Linked DNA regions of Sus scrofa: regions 2, 3 and 4 are each linked to region 1. Evidence: chromatin contacts called from public HiChIP or PLAC-seq and promoter capture Hi-C data. All regions are on one chromosome and are shown on one strand. Each heading gives the region's core, a stretch centred on a gene start, on an enhancer-like site or on the middle of the called end of the contact. The rest is flanking DNA. Distances are from core to core; before and after follow the strand shown. Region 1 holds the start of SNX27 (sorting nexin-27). Region 2 holds the start of MRPL9 (39S ribosomal protein L9, mitochondrial). Region 3 holds the start of C2CD4D (C2 calcium-dependent domain-containing protein 4D). Region 4 holds the start of POGZ (pogo transposable element with ZNF domain).

Region 1 (2,700 bases), core at 158-2,657:
AGGTTGAAGCTTAACTTGGATTCAGTCCCTGGCCCGGGAACTTCCATACACGGTAGGTATGGCCATTGAAAAAAAAAAAAAAGAACTTGGGAATTCCCATTGCGGCACAGCGGAAACGAATCATAAGGTTTCAGGTTCGATCCCTGGCCTTGCTCAGTGGGTTAAGGATCCGGTATTGCCATGAGCTGTGGTGTAGGTTACAGACCTGGCTCAGATCCTGTGTTACTGTGGCTGTGGTACAGGCTGGCAGCTATAGCCCCAATTAGACCCCTAGCCTGGGAACCACCATATGCTGACAAGTGTGGCCCTAAAAAGCAAAAAAAAAGACAAAGAAAAGAACTCCACTGTGATGATGGGAAGAACAAAATGAATTTCAAATAAAGGTTAACTTCAAAATCATTGCTCCATAATGTCTGTTATCACTATACGTGGAATTAAGAAATAAATACTAGTGAATATAACAAAAAAGAAAGACGCACAGATAATAGAAAACAAACTAGTGGTTACCAGTGGGGAGAGAGAATGAGGGAGGGGCACAATAGTGGTAGGGGATTAAAAGGTACAAACTGCTGTGTATATAATCAATAAGCTACAAGTATATACTGTGTGGCACAGGAAATAGAGCCAATATTTTATAATAGCTATAAATGGAGTATAATCTTTAATAATTGCGAATCACTATACCTGACACACAATATTGTATTTCAACTATACCTCAACTAAAAAATATATATATGAATATTTTTAAATTAAAAAGCAAAAACACCCAAACCTCCAAATCATTGCAAACTGAAATGATTAATTGGCCTACTCTAATATCCAGGTCTAAATCACTGGGACCACAGTTTCTCCTACATATGCTTTTCACATACGTGGGGCATAGTTTTTAGGTAGTTGCGGTATACAAAAATAATGTTGCACAAAAATAACTGGGCTTTAGTTCCTATTACTTAATAGCTCACTTTGGTTCGGTTTCCTAATACGTGAAATAGAGAAATGAATTCATGTTCCATTTGTCTCACAAGATTGTTGGGGTTGTGGAATAAAATTACCAACGTAGAAACAAAGTTATTGAGCAAACGAGTTGTTACAATTTAAGACTGTGTTGAATCGCAGACGTCGATTTGTCCTAATATTATTGTTTTTAGAGGCCACTAAATGAAAGGAGAAAAATAAAACTTGTCCCACCTCAACAGCTGAACCTGTCAGCCACACTCGAGGCTGGGTTGGCAGCTCACGGTCCAACAGGAAACTCCTAAAAAAAGCGTAAAGGGCGAACTACAACCCCCAGCAGGCTTTGCGCCCGAAATTGCGTCATATAACTTCAGCTCCGTCCTGGGCCTAGCCCTACCCCCACAGCCCTCACCATCCAGAAACTACATCTCCCAGGAGGCTTCACGGTGTCTAACCGTCCTCTTTCACCCCCGCCCCCTGCCTCCCCATAGCCCGCGCCGGCAGCTCGGTGGCCAACTCCGGTCCCGCGATCGGCAGAGCGAGCGCGCGCGCCGGAGGTCGCGCGGCTGCTGAGAAGGGCGAGCACGCGCGGAGGGAGTGGAGGCGTAGCGGGGTGGGAGTACAGCTCGCTCAGCTCGCAAGATGGCGGACGAGGACGGGGAAGGGATTCACCCCGCAGCCCCTCACAGGAACGGAGGTGGCGGCGGCGGTGGAGGGTCTGGGCTCCACTGCGCCGGGAACGGCGGCGGGGGAGGCGGCGGCCCGCGGGTCGTGCGCATTGTCAAGTCCGAGTCCGGCTACGGCTTCAACGTGCGGGGCCAAGTGAGCGAGGGCGGGCAACTGCGGAGCATCAACGGGGAGCTGTACGCGCCGCTGCAGCATGTGAGCGCCGTGCTGCCCGGGGGGGCGGCCGACCGGGCCGGGGTGCGCAAGGGGGACCGCATTCTGGAGGTGTGAGTATCCGGGCTGCTCACCGCCCCATCCCCTCCGCCTGTCCCTGCATTTTCCTTCTACCCCTGTCACCCTCAGGCCGCACCTCCCCGCAACCGCCGAACCGGCCCTCCGGACCCCCGCCTCTCCATGAGGCTTGACCCTTTTACCTCCCCACACCCTGGGTTTCTGGGACCCCCACCTCTCTCCCTGTAATCTCCGGTGTGTGTCCCGTTGCCCGTACTGCTTTTACCCCTGCCCCCATTCCTTTGGTTTCCTTTCTGCCCCTTTGCCTTCCCCTTTGGCATGCGGCTTTCTGCTCCTCGGTGCCCCTCGCTTTCCTCATATTGACTCTCTTCTGCTTCTAACTGACAGCATTTCCTTTTCTGACCCAGCCACAGTGCCTCCTCCCTAAGTTCTCATCCTGAGCATCGTAGTTTCTTGTTCTCCACCACTCCTTTCAGCCCCCTGGACCGTCCCCTCTCCCCTCTAGAGCAAGTAGGCGGGACCTTTGGTCGCTCCTACTCCCCGCCCCCCGCGCCCCCCGCAACAACGTCCCTCCACGCCGCACTCTTTTTCTTTTCTTAGTTACCCTCTCCTTATGGTTAAGCACTCCCTGTATTTTTCTGTCCTGCTGTGTGCCCCTTTCCTCCCCTTCGTGTTGTATTCGTACTCCGAGAATACCTTCTTTTCTGCCCCCCCCCCAAATGATGGTGTCGTCTTTGACATGATAGTTTCTCTCCACCGTAATTCCCATATTACACCAGGATTTTGACTCTAGGGTCTCCATCACTACATCCCTCTGAGAGCATCCCT
Region 2 (2,700 bases), core at 152-2,651, 170 kb after region 1:
AAAGGTTTTCTATGCTTCTACTCACCGCCTCACCTGCCTTGGTCTGGAGTTTCTCTAATTTTCCCTCTTGTCTCAGCTAGAAATAAGAAAGTTAAAGATGAATAAAAAAGAAAAGTAAGTCTAAGGTAACTAACAGTAAGGTAACTTACTATTCTGAGCATAGGCTAGGCTTCTGAATTCCTGTTCTTCTAGTCCCTACTTCATTTTCAAATTAAATATCAAAGGTAAAGAAGCTGCTAGAGTAAATCTAGGTTTTAATTCTTCCAAGGCCCTCTCTGCCCTCTTTTGAGCTCACCAATTTCTCCTCTTCAAACAGCTTCTTGTTTTCAGGAGATGCATATACAGCCAGTCCTTGAGGAAGTAGCCGATTACGGCCCACAGATTTTTTCACTGAGACGAGGTCACCTCGGACTCCAAGTTCTGCCAACAGAGAATAGAGAAAACGGATCAGAATTATCTAGCAGTCCCTAAAGAGGAGAGAACTCAAGAAAAAAAGGCCTTCTCTCAGTGCTTATTCTTTTTAGAAAAAAATATCAGTATCCACTAGGAGCAACACGTAAGAGACTTCTCATTCATTTCTTTAGGGCCTGATGAATGTTCCCTGTGCAACGTGACGTGCTGTCCTATCACAGGATTTCACTATTTATGGCACGTACTGTCAGACTTCTCTTCCCATACACACCGTTAATGACGCTGCTGCATTTATCTTCTAATCTTCTAGGTAGGAGGCCAATGTCACAATCACAGTACTTTTTAGGGCTCCCTTTTCTCAAATAGAGAGCTAATTATTCCAGCAAAGTAGTCAAAGAGGCAAAAAAAAAAAAAAAAAAAAAAAAAAAACTGATACCAAACAGGACCAGCCTGAGATAGGAAGTATCTCTGTCCGGGCCTTACCTTCCACCGACTGCGTGAGGACGAGCTCCAGATTGTCTTTGGGCCGATGTTTCGTGTCCTCCACTAGCTTGTAGACGCGGTGTCGCCGATGCAGACGCGGCTTCCGGCCCTCTCCGGCTAGCGGCACCTTCCACCAACGCTCCACAATGACCGTGCTCTGGTGGCCGGGGGAACAACGATAAGCGAGTCTCCCTGCAAAGGCCTCCTCCTCTGGCCGCCAGCACCTGAAAAAGAGCCCACCACCCCAGGCCGGGGCCTCACCAGGTCTCAACCGCGCCCCCCCAAACAGTACTCAGACCCAGAACTCAGACCCGGCCCTCACCCGACTGAGAGAGAGGCTGAAGGCGCGCTCCGAGCGGGGGGTGACCCCTTCAAGTCGCGGCCGGAGGAGCGCCCGAACTCCTCCTCGCAGCAGCCGCTCAAGGCCTGCCCGCAGCAGACCTCCGCCCGCGGCCGTGCAGGCGGCCGCCGCCATGGTCGCGGACGCCGAGGGAGAACTGGAAGGGCCCCGGCGCCGGCGGCAGAAAAGGTCCCCACCGGGTGCCCGCGGCGCGCCTGAGACGGAGCTCAGCCTGGGGAAGCCCGGGCAGCAGACGCCGCCGCCGCCGCCGCCGCCTTGGGATCTGGGATGAGTGCTCTATGATTCAGCATTTCCCCCACTCTCTTCTTTTTATTTCTTTTTGGTTGGAGGAGGGACACCCATAGCCATCGATGACTGTTGGGTTTCACTAACAGCCTCTTCCCCTTTTGGCTTCACTTTTTTTTTTTTTTTTTTTTTTTTTAAGTTTATGGCTGCACCTGCAGCATATGGAAGTTCCTGGGGCCAGGGATTGAATCCAAGCCACAGCTGTGGCAATGCTGAATCCCTAACCCATTGCGCCAGGCCGCCAGGCAGAGGATTGAACCTGCAGCTCGGAAGCGGCCCCAGCTGCTGCAGTCAGATTTTTAACCCACTGTGCCCTGGCGGGAACTCCATGGCTACTCTTTGTCTTTAGAGCGGCGGCTTTGATTCAGTTCTAGTAGTTCTCCGACGTCACTTCTAATTCTGACATTCTATGAAAACTGAGTGCTGGGGTCGGGGGTGGCGTGTGCTGCTCTCACTTTTCCTTGCTCCAAATCTACCCAAAAGTGGTGAAAGGATGGATCCTATGGAAGACTGTGTCAACCTGAGGAGTTCTCTAACTCTTAATCATTACTCTGCAGTATTTGGGCTCATATTTAATGAATTCTAAATCACAAGGGGGATAGTTCCCTCTGTGGAGTGTTTCAGTACAGGGAGTAAACCATATAAATGGAATGAATAGGGTCTGTTTGGCAGGAAAGATATTATGGAAAGATGCTCTATGCATCATGTTATTTGACCCATAAACAGCCTTTGACCGGCAGTCCCTCCTCCTAATTATACTTTCTTAGCTTTCAGGACACCAATTTGTTTTTGTTTTTTTCCTACTTCATTATTTTTCTTCACGGTCTCCTTTGCAGATTTCTTTTATTCCTACTTCTTAGAGTACCCCCAGGATTCAGTCTTTGGATCTTTACTCATCTCAGTGTACACATTCATCTTTACTCATCTCTGTCTCGTGGCTTAATGTACCATTTATATGCCAATGAGTTCAAATTTCTGTCTCCATCCCAGATTTCTAAACTCCAGACCTGAATTATCCAACTGCTTACATGTCATCTTTCCCTTATATGTCTAATGAACAATTCAAAGTCAACGTGCTCCTAAGTAAACCCATCTCTACCTCCCGGTCTACACGGCCTCACCAGCAGCCCAGCAGCCCTTCCCCTTTCAGTAGATGATAA
Region 3 (2,700 bases), core at 43-2,542, 250 kb after region 1:
CGTCGCGCCCGCCCGGGGGCTCGGCGCCTCCTGGGTCGGAGAGCCGAGGCGGGATGATGAACTGCGGGATACGATCGGGGGTGAGGACGTTGGGGCAGGCGCGAGCCAGCTGGCCGGGGGTGCGGCGCTTAGGAAACAGGCTGGAGGGCGCCCACCGAGCCCGAGACTCCGCCGCCCCCACCCTGTAGCCAGCTTTTTCCAAGAGCCACATGCGGCGGGGCAGGGGGCTGAAAGTCTGAATTCTCCGAGGCCGAGAGGGTCCAAATCCAGCGTCTCGTAAGGAGGCCTGGCCGAGAAAGGAAGGGGAGGGCGAAGTGGGTGATGCTGCAAACACCTGGTGGTCCGCAGCCACTCCCTTCTTTAACGACCCACAGGGAGCACTGGTCCCTGTTTGAGCTGAGGTGGGGGGTGGGAGTGGGGTGGGACAAAAGGCGGCAAAGTCTGGGGGCCCCTGGCTAAACTGTCACATTTTCAGATCAGGCCTTGGACATCCGAGTACACAGATTCTCTCATTGGTAACAAAGATGTCCACCCACTCCGGAGGTAGAAGGCTGAACACTCATTAGAACGCTAAGCTTCTCTTAGAATAGAGTAACATCTGCATTATCAAAAGATCTGTAACCACAAGCTCCCACCCAGATCCAGAATCCCAAACATATACAAGCTCCCCCAAGAGACATCCTGCGGGAAGACTCAGGCTCTCCTACTAGGCCCGATCTGGCACCCCCTGGGACACCTCCACGCCCAGCTTCCCTCCCCTGCGGCAGGGCTAGCTTCTCAAGCTGAGCCATCCTTCGGCCCTATCCCCACCTGCCTTCTCTTGCTCCTCCCTCGCCTCCTGAGTTGTTCCAGGCCAGAAGCAGACTCGCTGCACACTTGGCTGCTGCCCTGCGAGCACCCAGAGCTGCTTCAAGGAGATGTACCTTTGCGGGGCACAGGATCCCACCCCCCTAAGGCCCTGTCCGTCCTGCTCCCTGCCTCCTAGCCCTACCTCATCCCAAGTCCGCAGCGCGGGCCCAGCGGTTGGGCCGTCCCTCCCTCTCTCCACTCCTTTTCTCCCTAGGAAACCGCTGAGCACAAAGGCAGCATTGATTCTCCACCACCCGTGAGGGGACTCTGGGAGGCCCGGCCGCCGCCGCGCGCTGCTTACCGCACCCTCTCGCCCGCACCTGGGGGAGCACGATGTTCCGACCTTCTGCTTGGGAGTCTGAGCCCACTGCAGCGGCTCCGTCGGCACCTGGAGGGCAGGCCTCACCTGCGAGCCGCCTCTGGGTCCTGGCCTCTGGCCAGGAGGCGTTCAGAACCGGAGGGGAACAGCTTCCTACCCCAGCCCAGTCCTTCTGGGAGGAGTTGGCAGGGGCCTCCGTTGCGTTGCCAACGTACGACCTCTTTTCCTGGATAAACACAGCTCTGTCTCTGCAGCCATCAGGCCGGCCTTCTTAACTCCTTCCTTCGGGTTTCCAGCAGAAAGCCAGCCCTGCGCCCCTGAGGTTTTCTCTGCTGGGCCCAGGCCGCTGGGGAGTTGGGGAAGGGCTGCAGCGAAAAGGGTGACAGCCCTTTAGGGAGCAGTGGCCTCTATCTTTCTGTGCTACACTGGCCCCACCCCAGCCCTCCTAGGTGAAGCCCACAGCCGTGGCAACACAAAAGGTAACTTCTGCAAAACCCTCCTTGCCGGAATCCTGCCTTGGGCCCCATTGTTCCCGTCTAGAGCCATTCACATTGCTCCCAGACAGGGTGATTTGCGGTGACTATTTCTCTGAATTACACGGGACCAAGGAAACGTGACCAGCCTCAAGATTTCTGGACACAGAGACACTGAGGACAGAGCTGGTTCCATCAGAGCCCAGGTCAGGCTGGCGGCAAGCACGGTGGCAACCCCCCATTCTTGTTAGAAGTGTGTTAAACTGTAAACATGGAGGATGTCTCCTCCCTCCTTCCCCTCCTTGAAGACAGCTCTAGGAAGCACAGACTACCACGGAAAAGATGAGGCCATCAACTGTACTCCAGGTACAGTCACTATCCTTCATTCCCTCCTTAGGGCCTTTGCCTAAACTCTTTCCTCTCCTAGGACCACTCCCTCTTCATCTTTTGGCTCTGGAGGCCCTCGCTGATATCCTCACCATTGATATTAAGGGCTTCTGTTCTCTACCTTCACAGCACCCCATACTCCCCTTTATGGTACTGTTCACAGTTCTTCCTGTGATTTATTTATGTGATTGTTTCATGACTTCCTCCCTTACTAGACTGTAAGCATCACAAAGACAGTGCTTAGAATAAGGCAGGTGCTCAGTCAGGATTTTTTTTTTTTTTTTGTCTTTTTTGTTGTTGTTGTTGTTGCTATTTCTTGGGCCGCTCCCGCGGCATATGGAGGTTCCCAGGCTAGGGGTTGAATCGGAGCTGTAGCCACCGGCCTACGCCAGAGCCACAGCAACGCGGGATCCGAGCCGCGTCTGCAACCCACACCACAGCTCACGGCAACGCTGGATCGTCAACCCACTGAGCAAGGGCAGGGACCGAACCTGCAACCTCATGGTTCCCAGTCGGATTCGTCAACCACCGCGCCACGACGGGAACTCCTCAGTCAGGATTGTTGAATGAATTAATGATATTAAGCAGAACTGCACCTGCATTAGTTCACTTATCCCTTCACTGGGCTAGGTGCTGGGGATACATAGAATGGAGAAGCAGTTTAAGGGGAGA
Region 4 (2,700 bases), core at 114-2,613, 160 kb before region 1:
TTAGCAACAATTTGGGGGAATCCCCCGTGTGACAGGCGAAGAAATCAGGACAACTCGTAGAAAGGAGAGAAAGCAGGTGAATCAACGACATCACTCCTTTTCAGAAGGTGCTAAAAACCTAGAAAAATAGTCCCTGGGATAAACATGGCGCCCACCGCGGCAGGATATAATCATCGGAAAATAAAGATTTTAAGCCCCATCCCATTTTGTAAATCACGGCGCCAGCCCAAAGAAATCTTAGAGCGCGGGGAGGGGGGCTGGGGGGGAGGAGACTTTGTAAACTAACAGCGGTGCGCTAAGGCTTGGGATGTACTATACGACCGAGCGGGAATTACATAACACAAGGGAGCGGCTAAGCAATCACTCATTTTCCTCCTGGAGCTCAAAAAGAGAGCCCCACTCTTGGCCCGGCGGGGGTGGGGCGGAGAGGACCCAGCACTACCCCTACCCCACCCCCGGGGGACCTCGGCCCGCCGCCCCTCCCGCCCGCCTCCCCGGCGCGGCCTCGCCCCCTAGCCAGCCCCTCCCGCCGCGCCCCGCCGTCTCGCTGCTGCCCGCGCCCCCGCCCCTTCCCCGGCGGGCCGCCGCCCGCGCCCGCGCCCGCCCACTCCTCCGAGACGCCTCGCGCCGGGTGTGCGTGTGGACGTCGGCTGTGTGCGGGGCCGTGGGGCGCGAGTGCGCGCGCGCGCGCCGCGGCAGGCGCCGGGGGGCGGGGGCGGCCGGCAGGCAGGGGCCTCCCCGGCCCGGCCCGCCGCGCAACTCGCGCGGCTCCCGGGGCGCACGCACTCACACACGCTCTCGCGCGCCGCACCCCACGCCCGCCGCCGCCGCGGGCCGCGACGCCACTCGAGGGGGGCGGGGGCGCGCGCCACCGGGCCCCCGCCCCCACCCCTCGCGTTCCCGCCCCATCCCCCTCTCATTGTCTCGCCTCGGAACGCCTCGCCGAGCGAAAAGATAACGGAACCCCCGGGAGAAGGGGGTGGGGAGAGAGAAGGCTCGCTCGCTCACTCACCTCCCGTGGTCGTCGCCGCCGGTAGTCTGACCCGAGGAAGGCGCCGTCGCCTTAAAGGGACCTTGCACCCCGCGCCGGGAGAAGGGGGTGGGAGCAGGGGAGGGGACGGGGGCTTGGGGGGAGACGGAGAAGAGGGAACCGTTGAAAGCTAGTCTCCCCGAGGGTGAAAGGAAACCTCCCTCGGGTTCGAGTGATTTGAGGTGGATTTTTTTTCCCGAGGGGGGCGGGGGGCCCCCGAGGGAGGGGGGCGGGGGGGCCGAGGAATGCGGCTCCGTGTACGGGAGCTGGCGCGGGGGAGAGAGACGCCGACTCCCCCCACCGACCCTCTCGCCCCGCGGAGGGATACGACTCGTCACTTCCGCCCTCCCCCTTTCGTGGTTTTTCAATTGGTTGGAGCGCGTGGCACGTCATGGGCTCATCCTAACCCCTGCCCGGGCTTCTTTTCTAGTCAAGTTTGTCTGGGCCTGCAAATAAATAAATAAATAATCTTTCCCAAAAAATGGAATGAAAAATAATTAGCTTCAGAAACAACATCTAAGTTTTGGTGATAAAGATGGGATTTCCAAAGATAATGTTCCCCAATTCACTTGCGGGGACTTTCCAGGGAAATTTTGGGAATCTCCACACTTTCCACTCAAGGCTCTTACCTAACCAAGAGGAGAACCTCATGCCTTAGGCCAGATAGTGAGGCCCAATGGCCCCAACGACTGTCATTAGAACAAAAGCGTCAAAATGGCACTCACTCTTTCTCAAGAGACATGCAGTCAAGTGGCCTTAAGTGAAGAAATTTTAAAAGCCGTTTTTACCCTAGACGCTTCTGGATTCTGGAAGGAAGTCACACATGATTGCTTATTAAGGTGATCATGTATGAAAACTGCTTTGAGATGAGTAGAATCCTCGGAGATCCTCAATTCTAAGAAACTGTAGACTCCTCTTCTGTGCTCTTTGCTCCAAATAAGGCTGACATGGACTGGCCCAAAGATTGATTTGTACATTCAAGACCATCAACCTATTATTTTTCCTCAAACAAAAACTAACCTCTTTCCAAGTGACTAAGAAAGTTTGTCCTTTATTACCTCCTGAGATGATAAAAGCTTAGTATTTTCCTTGGATATTTGAGGAAATAGTTGCTCTTTAATCAATACCCAAACATCTGCTCCAAACCAAATGGTAAATCAAAGTAGTCGTGCAAGGCTGGTGAGATGCAAAAACATATCTATTCTTTTTCTATGTTTACATTCCAAACCACCAGACTATGAAAATTGGCAGTGAAAGTAAGCATTCCAAATTGTGCACCCATGCACATGCATGCACCACCACCCATTTTCATCATCCTATTTCATACCAAAAATATGAGTGATTTCAACTAGTCATTCTTAGGAAAAACTTTATTATTTGAATTGGGAAGATCACCAATCCTTCTGAAAATACTTCTGAAGATTTTCCAGGCCTGATCTGGAAGAGCCCATGGCGGGATTACGGAATCAATCATCAAAAAACATTCTACATGGAGATCTAATCCTATTTTATTCTTTCCCTCCATAATTACTATAATTCATTATGTCATTTGCCTCAGAAATAGTCTTACTGACAAATTTTGCCATATTCTGAGCCTGTTCTGAGTTCTAGCCCAGTAGACTATACCATGTACCATTGATCAATAACCATTAGTGTACCATACTGAAAAG

The links. Promoter capture Hi-C pulls out the DNA fragments that hold promoters and counts their contacts. HiChIP or PLAC-seq counts read pairs in DNA pulled down with a chosen protein or histone mark.
Region 2: a promoter capture Hi-C map of liver shows a contact between it and region 1, with 3 times the contacts expected there. The contact joins the promoter of MRPL9 here to the promoter of SNX27 in region 1. A contact is called at or near these places in 1 of 5 promoter capture datasets (liver) and 1 of 2 datasets of contacts at active chromatin or transcription factors (alveolar macrophages).
Region 3: a contact with region 1 is called in a promoter capture Hi-C map of liver, with 4 times the contacts expected there. The contact joins the promoter of C2CD4D here to the promoter of SNX27 in region 1. A contact is called at or near these places in 2 of 5 promoter capture datasets (fetal liver and liver) and 4 of 47 Hi-C or Micro-C datasets (embryonic fibroblasts, epiblast stem cells and liver).
Region 4: a contact with region 1 is called in an H3K27ac HiChIP or PLAC-seq map of alveolar macrophages. The contact joins the promoter of POGZ here to the promoter of SNX27 in region 1. A contact is called at or near these places in 1 of 5 promoter capture datasets (fetal liver), 1 of 47 Hi-C or Micro-C datasets (embryonic fibroblasts) and 1 of 2 datasets of contacts at active chromatin or transcription factors (alveolar macrophages).

The regions. Positions count from the first base shown.
Region 1 is chr4:97,619,523-97,622,222 of Sscrofa11.1, reverse strand. It overlaps SNX27 (sorting nexin-27), which reads left to right and starts at 1,407. Exons shown (of 12, transcript XM_003125761.6): 1 at 1,407-1,907. The coding sequence starts at 1,597.
Region 2 is chr4:97,446,861-97,449,560 of Sscrofa11.1, reverse strand. MRPL9 (39S ribosomal protein L9, mitochondrial) reads right to left here and starts at 1,401. Exons shown (of 6, transcript XM_003355177.4): 1 at 1,217-1,401; 2 at 895-1,051; 3 at 296-420. The coding sequence starts at 1,369. It overlaps OAZ3 (ornithine decarboxylase antizyme 3), which reads left to right and starts at 1,068. Exons shown (of 6, transcript NM_001301406.1): 1 at 1,068-1,158.
Region 3 is chr4:97,365,964-97,368,663 of Sscrofa11.1, reverse strand. C2CD4D (C2 calcium-dependent domain-containing protein 4D) reads right to left here and starts at 1,292. Exons shown (of 2, transcript XM_005663439.3): 1 at 1,170-1,292; 2 at 1-286. The coding sequence starts at 211. It overlaps LOC110260324 (a long non-coding RNA gene), which reads left to right. Exons shown (of 4, transcript XR_002343438.1): 4 at 1,064-1,176.
Region 4 is chr4:97,775,242-97,777,941 of Sscrofa11.1, reverse strand. POGZ (pogo transposable element with ZNF domain) reads right to left here and starts at 1,363. Exons shown (of 19, transcript XM_005663451.3): 1 at 1,013-1,363.